2 separate regions of the Mus musculus genome follow, and region 2 is linked to region 1. The links are chromatin contacts, called in public promoter capture Hi-C maps. All regions are on one chromosome and are shown on one strand. Each heading gives the region's core, a stretch centred on a gene start, on an enhancer-like site or on the middle of the called end of the contact. The rest is flanking DNA. Distances are from core to core; before and after follow the strand shown. Region 1 holds the start of Megf8 (multiple EGF-like-domains 8). Region 2 holds the start of Dmac2 (distal membrane arm assembly complex 2).

Region 1 (3,660 bases), core at 626-3,125:
ATATTTGGGGTGGTGGGAGTCCTCTAGGGGGAGGGGGACGGGCCTTCGGGGCCGCTTTTGCTCCCCCGAGGGTTCTGGGCAGCCTCTGACCCTGACCCCCCATCCCAGGCCGGGAAGCAGGTGGAGGAGACAGCGGTGGCGGCGGCGGTGGCCCCGAGGGGCCGTGTGGTGACCATGGCCGAACCCGGCGCAGCCTCCCCGCCCCCACCCGCTCGGTTCTCCAAGGCGGTCGACTCGGGCTGGGATGGCCCGACGCCGTCCTACCAGCCGCTTGTGCCCCAGACGGCGGCGCCGCACACCGGCTTCACCGAATACTTCAGCATGCACACAGCCGGGGGCCCTGCACCCCCGGTCTGAGCATCCCTTCCCCGCCTCTGCCCCACGGGCGGCGCACCGGGCCCCGGCTGGGCTCCGGAACCCCGTTTCTCTCCCGGCCCAAGGGCTCGGCCATGCCAGGCATCCCGCGCCCCTCCCACACCCCGCGCCCACTTTGGATGCGCTGCGTCCCGCCCCTTTCCCTCTTGTGCCAAACGGTCCCGCGGGAGCCGTTCTCCGCGTCCCCTCCCTCAGCCCCTGCCCCGAATGGCTCCGGAATCTGGACTCCCGCTGTTCCGTGATCTCCGCCCCCCTGACCCCCTTCGAGACCTCTGACCCTGCTGGACTCCGGAACACCCGTGACGACCGCCTGGACCCTGCCCGACCCTCCAGGACCCTGCGACCCTCGAGCCACTGTTTAGAGACGGATATTGTGAAGTTGGTCTCTACTTTGAAACCCTCCTTGGGGTTTGTGACCTCGGACCTGTGCTTTGTCCGTCCATCTGAATGCCAAGGACCATCACATGGTCTGTGGCAGAAAGACGTTTTCTCTTCTTGCCAAAATAAAGAGGATTCGTTGAGTTTTTAATCTATAACATGGTTTCTTTTCCATCTTAGCTGAAAAAAGGAAAAGACGTGTTTCCTGAATGTATGTCAGCGTACTATGCGCGCACATTGTGTAGGAGAAGGCCACAAGAAGGCGTTGGATTTCCACTATATGGGTTCTGGGAATCGAACCAGGGTCTTCTGCAAGGGCAACATGCTCTGAACCACTAAGTCGCCTCTCCAGCTTCTTTTATGTATTGATGGTGCTTTAAGTCATACGGGTCTCACTGTATCCATCTAGGAAATGCTATTTTGGTCTGGAGTCCCTTGCCTTCATAACTTGATATTCATGTTGATCCTGAATGTAGAGCACAGAAAATAACCATCTAGCACAGCTTTTTACCGCTCCTTTATGTTGCCTTTCCTTTCGCTAGCAGAGATAGAGGCGCCCTCCAGTGGCAAAGGCTTTGCTCAGCCAATGACTAGCACAAAACGCGATTTTGGGTTACACTCTTAGCAATACGCATGCGTAATTCTCTGAGCTGAATTCCTATTCTCGCTGCGCAAGCGACTGGGAACAGATGGGAGGAAAGTTTCCGGAAGTCTTCCTCGAGAAGGGGTGGAGCCAGGCGCTCCTTAGTCCTCTCAGGGCCGCTCTGACCCGCCGCTCTTCCTCTTCTCGCCTCCTCCTAGCCTGTCCTCCCCTCAGAGGCTGCGCGGCTCCCGCCCCCTCGCCCTCTCAGCGGGTCTTCCTCGGGCCGCTCTGGCCCGGGAGTCTCCAGGTCTCTCTGATCTAGCCCATTCGCCTCGAGTGGGAGGAGCGGGTGGGTAGGCATTAGAGTGAGCCCTGGAGATCCGGGCCGGGACCCCGAAGGCAGGCCCCGCCCCCGTCTGGAGGGGTCTCCCCAGGAGTCTCCGGGCCAGGCAAGTTCCACCCCGCACGCTCCATGGACCGCCCAGCTGGGCTGTAGAGCACATCGCCCCTGGAAGACTGTCTATACGGTCTGTTTTGGCCTTGCAGCAGCCTGAATGTAATCACTGGATACCGTTTATGGAGTCGGCGCCCCTATGGGGGCTCGTGTCTATAGGGGACCCTTACGGTCCCTAGGGGTCAGCCCTATCCATAACGACTTCATATCCAGGGCCTTCCATGGGTCTATAGGGCCGGCCCCTCGGTTTCAAGAGCGCATCAACTGCGGCCCTTTCCTTGGCCCGGACTGCGTGGCTGGTACATCCTTGGACTACAAGGCCATGCTACGTCTGTAAAGGTTGCATCTTGCAGGGCCTCATTCCCAGAGGGTCTTCTCCAGGTCTTCACGGCCCTTCCCGTCCCTTAGGGCCAGTGCCTAAGGCGGCGATGGCCTTGGGTGGAGCTCTGGCCTTGGCCCTTGCACTGGCCTTGGCAGTGCTGGGACCGCTGTCCCTCAGGGTCCTGGCTGGTGACTGCAAGGGGCAGCGGCAGGTGCTACGGGAGGCGCCAGGCTTCGTGACGGATGGTGCGGGCAACTACAGCGTCAACGGCAACTGCGAGTGGCTTATCGAGGGTGAGTGGGGCCGCGTGGGTCACTCACTCGGTTGCTAGTTCATTCATTTGTGCGTTCATTCACTGAGCACATTCCTAGAACCCGGCTCCATTCCAGGACTCTTGCTGTAAAATGTTGGACATCCAGTGTTGCAGCCAGCTTGGGCCCTAACTCTGATGGGAGGGAATGTGCCAAGAGTCACAGTAACAAACTAGGAGTATTTGTGAGGGGTGTTTTTCTTCACTTGATCCTGAATGTAGCGCACAGAAAATATCAATCTAGCACAGCTTTCTACCACTCCTTTATTTTTGCTTACTTGTAAGTCCACTCATGCCTTTAATCCCAGCACTTGGAAGGCAGAGGCAGGCAGATTTCTGAGTTCGAGGCCAGCCTGGTCTCAGAGTGAGTTCCAGGACAGCCAGGCCTACACACACAAAAAAACCCCTGTCTCGAGAAAACAAAAAACAAACAACAACAACAAAAAGTAAGTCCACTCACCTGGCTTAGGATCTAGGCTCTATTTCATATGAGTTTCGTGACTTTGGATGGATGAATTTCGAAGGCACAGTTTCTTTTACTCCAAATGGCCGCAACAATAGTACTTAGTTAAAAGGAAAGGAGTCAGATATTTAACACATTTGATATCTGGTATAGTATATTAGTCAGGGTTCTCTAGGGAAGCATAGCATAGAATGAATCTTTATAGAAATGAGATTAGAATGGCTTATAGTCACTGTGCGGTGGTGGCGCATTCCTTTCATCCCAGCACTCCAGAGGCAGAGGCAGAGGCAGGCAGATCTCCGAGTTTGAGGCCAGCCTGATCTACATACTGAGTTCCAAGACAGCCAGAGAAACCCTGTTTTGACACCCCCCCTCCCCCAAGTAAAAAGAATGGCTTATAGACTGTGGTCCAGCAAGTCTGATAAAGACTGTTTACCAAAAAAAAATCCAGTAGTAGTAGTTCAGTCCACATGGCTTATGTCTTACCTGGTCTTCAGTATATGCCAGAATGCTAAAGAGAGTCAGTTCTAATGCAGACAGGAATTAGAAGATGCTTCTGAGCAAGCCTATGTGCTAAAATCTAGTATGCTAAAACAGATAATAGAAGAAGCCAGGACTAGTGCCAGAGGCAGGAGTCGGGGAGGCTTGTGAGTTTGAGGACAGCCTGGGCTACCTCAAAGTGAAGGACTGGACTCCTAGTTAGAGTGAGAGCAAGCAGGCCAAGAGCAAGAGCAAACTTCATTCTTTCATGTCCTTTATACAGGCTGCCAGCAGA
Region 2 (3,660 bases), core at 573-3,072, 300 kb after region 1:
TCAGTTTGCTTTCTCTGCCTCTGGCTTCAGCTGAAGATGGAAGCTCTCTGCTTCTTGTTCCTGACACCATCCCTGCTGTTTGCTACGATTTGTGCCCACTATGATGGCCGCTTAGCCCTCTGGAACTGCAAGCCAAAACAACCTCCCTTCTGTAGGTTGCCTTGAGTCACAGCATTTTATCACAGCAACAGGAAAGTAACAGCTACATACAGACTCTAAGGATTACAGCCCAAGGACATCTGTGGTTGGGGGCTGTTCGGTCTCGACACACCCACCGCTCCCTGCTTCTCCATTTCCATGAGTGGCCCCTTTTGGTTTCTCAGGCTTTTGTCTGTAGCAGCCCTCACCTCGGCCACCCACCCCTCATTCATTCACCTCTACTATGCAGTAGTCGCTTTGCTGGTCTCAAGGCCACCTCTGTCCTCTCAGAATCATCCTTCATGTAACATGTTACATTTGCAACAAGTCAATCAGACTCTGAAAGTCCTCTCTCCCTCTGTGACTAGAATGAACCCCTGCTGGGCAGCCAGGCAGCCAGCACTACTGCCCAACTCTGGTCAAGTCTCCACCTCTCTGCAAGCTGACAAAGACCTCAGGCTTTTTGTACAGGCTGTTACCTCTGCCTGAACACCTTTATCCAAGCCTTGGGGTAGGTGACTCTCCTGTCACTCATTGCAGTTAAATGCACCTGCTCTACAGACCTTCACTGCTGCCCTATACCCCGCCACACCCTAATATATTGCCCGTTTTTACCTACTTTTTTTTATCAAACACTAGTTTTAATTTTGTGTTCATTTCTTACCTATTGTCTTTCTACCTAGAATGATGACTACCTAAGAAAAGGGCTGTTAGTGCGACCCCAGCACCCACTGCGAGTGCTCAGCAAACATGAATGAATGAATGAATGAAGAGAATCCACCAAGAGTTCACACTGAGGGCTGTGGATGTGGCTCAGTTGGTAAAGAGCTAGCCTAGCATGAAGGAGGTCTGAGGTTTAGTCCCCAGCACCTCATAAACTTCTGTCCACAGCACAAGTGTGCCTGCACTCATATACATAAAACACATACACACATTAATGATAAATATACGCTTTTAATTGAAAAAAGTTCATGGCAAATATACCATACATGAGAGACTTTATGTAAAAGTAATAACTCTCTTAATAAGTATAGATGTGAACTCCAAACTAAAGATAGTCTCTTATACTCAAGTCTAATCTGCCTCTACCTCATCGCTGAGGAGAGACGTCTCAGTGGCAGTTAAGAGCACTGACTACTCCTTCAGAAGATCTGGGTTCAATTCTCAGCACACACACACGGGGGCTGCCAACTCCAATTCCAGGGATCCAGCGTCCTCGTCTGGTCTCCAAGGCATTGAACACACGTGGTGTAGAGCTACATGCACACACAGAGAAAATAAAATTTAAAAACCTAATAATAGGGTAGCAAAGTAGCTCCGTGGGTAAAGGTGCTTGCTGTGCAAGCCAGTGGATCTCAGTTCGCTTCCTGGACCCAGACTCGGCTCATCTCTACACCTGCGCCGCGGAATGTCACGCGTGTATACGCACAATAACAATAAATAAAAAATCATAATCAGTCGTACTGATTCTGCTGTAGAGATATCGGGTGTAAACTGAAAAACCAATGAACGCAAGAGAATTGCGACCGCACTCGGGGGTGGGGTGGAGTGGGAGGAGTAGATCCTTTACAGGAAAGACCGTCTCCTCCGCACGCGCGCCTTTAAAAGGCGGGCTAAAACAGAAGGGGGCGTGGCCACACGCGTGGCCCTTGGTGTCTGAACCACGTGTTAGGAGGGAACGTCCTGCCTCTTCTGTTTACGTTACCTGGCAAGATGGCGGCGCCCAGAGCGGTAGGTGACCGCAGCGTCCGCGTCCCGGAACTATGGTTCACTTTGTAGCTCGGTTCTCGAGACCTCTCTCAGCCTCCTGGGAAACAAAAGTCTGCGGAAACAGAGCGTCTCCTGCCGGACCTCGCTCGGGAGACGCCGTCTGGGGCTGCCGAGGGCCACAGAGAGTCTCGAGTCGCTTGATAGAGAAACCAATGGGATGAGGGTGGCTTAGCCAATCAGCGGAGTAGGACAGCTCTTCCTGGGGGGAAAGGACGGGATAAGGGTTTGGAGGTGATGTAGAACTAATGATGCTTTTGCGCGAAATTCCTGGGGGGAATTTAAGGATCTTGTAATCCCAGTATTTGGGAGGTGGAGGCAGCAGGATCAGGAGTTCAAGGTTATCCTTTTGTGTATCAAGTTGGAGGGCAGGCAGGGCAACGTAAAATCCTGCCTGTAAATAAATAACTAAACCTTAATAGGAAACAAACAAAAATCAAAGAACAGGGTGTGCAGGCGGGAGCCAGGAAGTTAATTTGGAGGTCCGAGGAAGAACCTGAGGGGGATTCCTAGAGCTTCGTTAACCTGGAGAATGTATTTAGTAGTAGAGTATTTTGTTGGTACTCATTGCCGTGGGTTCCATTTCCAGCGCTACCTGTAAAGGTGAAGGTTACGTGGACAGGATGGCAAAGAAATCAGCCATTTGGCAAAATCCTAGGGAGAACTGGGTAAAATTTGGGCTGGGGAAATGGTTCATTATTGAAGCACATGTGCTTGAGGCATGAAGGCCAGAGTTGGTAGAAGCGGGGCATGTCTGCTCACCTGGAATCCCAGCACTCTGGAGGTAAAGACAGTTGATTCCTCAAGCAAACCCACTGGCTGGGCTACCTGAGTTGGGGTGCTGCAGGTACAAGTGAGAGACCCTGCCTTGATCTATAAAGCCAGGGGCAATTGAGGAAGACAGCTGGCCTCCATACATGGGCACATTCGTGCAAGGACACCTACACATTTGAATGCACACTATGCACGTACGTATTCCACCACCACCACCCCAACCCCCAGGAGTGAACTGGTGAGAAATGAAAGTATAATGGTAGTTTGGGAAAAAAAAATAAGGACTTGGTGGGAAATTAGAAGAACCTGAGAAAACCAAGACTGGCTGCATTCAAGAATGAATTTATGGTTGGTTAAATGGAAGACTTTGGAGAAATGTTTTGAATCCCAAAGGTTAAGGATTGAGGACGTGGACATGCTGGGGACTGACCACGGTGCCTTATGAATATTAAACAGAGACTCTAGTCCTGAGCTACACCCCCATATTAGGGCGGGAGTGGTATCAGAAGGATTTAAAAGACTCAGGAAGCACAGGCTGAGATTCAAGGTAGGCCATGCTGTAAGAGTTAGGGGTGGAACCCAGCTCCACGTTCAACCTCAGTCCTTTCCCTCTCCCCTTCTCCAGGTCCTGCACCTGGGCGCCCGAGAATGGAATGGCAGAGCCAGGCGCATCCATGGCATGAGTGAGTTGGTGACCCCGGACAGCAGTCGGGAGAAGAAAAGAACGCTGTTGCAGTTCCTCTCAGATCATTTCCAGGACATCCAGACTCTGAGAGAGTACTTGCTCCAGAAACAGATCTCAAAAGTCAACAGGGAGAATCGGTGAGACCCTGCTGGCCAGACCTCCCAGCCAGAGCCCCAGTTCCGCCGGGCTGTGGCTTCCACTGCCAGCATGACAAGCTCACGCCTTCATCGCTGGCCCATCCCTCCTCTAAGACTCATTATATAGGCACTTCCACCACCAGCTGTGCTTGGGGGTCA

Evidence for each region. Capture Hi-C pulls out chosen DNA fragments and counts their contacts.
Region 2: a contact with region 1 is called in a promoter capture Hi-C map of liver. The contact joins the promoter of Dmac2 here to the promoter of Megf8 in region 1. A contact is called at or near these places in 7 of 39 promoter capture datasets (cranial neural crest, embryonic stem cells, hippocampal neurons and 4 more), 5 of 484 Hi-C or Micro-C datasets (Th1 cells, cerebral cortex, forebrain and 2 more), 5 of 115 datasets of contacts at active chromatin or transcription factors (bone marrow-derived macrophages, embryonic stem cells, pancreatic cancer cells and 1 more) and 3 of 9 other capture datasets (adipose tissue, liver and macrophages).

The regions. Positions count from the first base shown.
Region 1 is chr7:25,315,289-25,318,948 of GRCm38.p6, forward strand. It overlaps Megf8 (multiple EGF-like-domains 8), which reads left to right and starts at 1,876. Exons shown (of 41, transcript NM_001160400.1): 1 at 1,876-2,405. The coding sequence starts at 2,219. Tmem145 (transmembrane protein 145) reads left to right here. Exons shown (of 15, transcript NM_183311.2): 15 at 109-907. The coding sequence ends at 357.
Region 2 is chr7:25,617,592-25,621,251 of GRCm38.p6, forward strand. It overlaps Dmac2 (distal membrane arm assembly complex 2), which reads left to right and starts at 1,823. Exons shown (of 6, transcript NM_001290487.1): 1 at 1,823-1,869; 2 at 3,305-3,501. The coding sequence starts at 1,852. Gm38969 (a long non-coding RNA gene) reads right to left here and starts at 2,070. Exons shown (of 2, transcript XR_881901.3): 1 at 1,844-2,070; 2 at 1,077-1,394.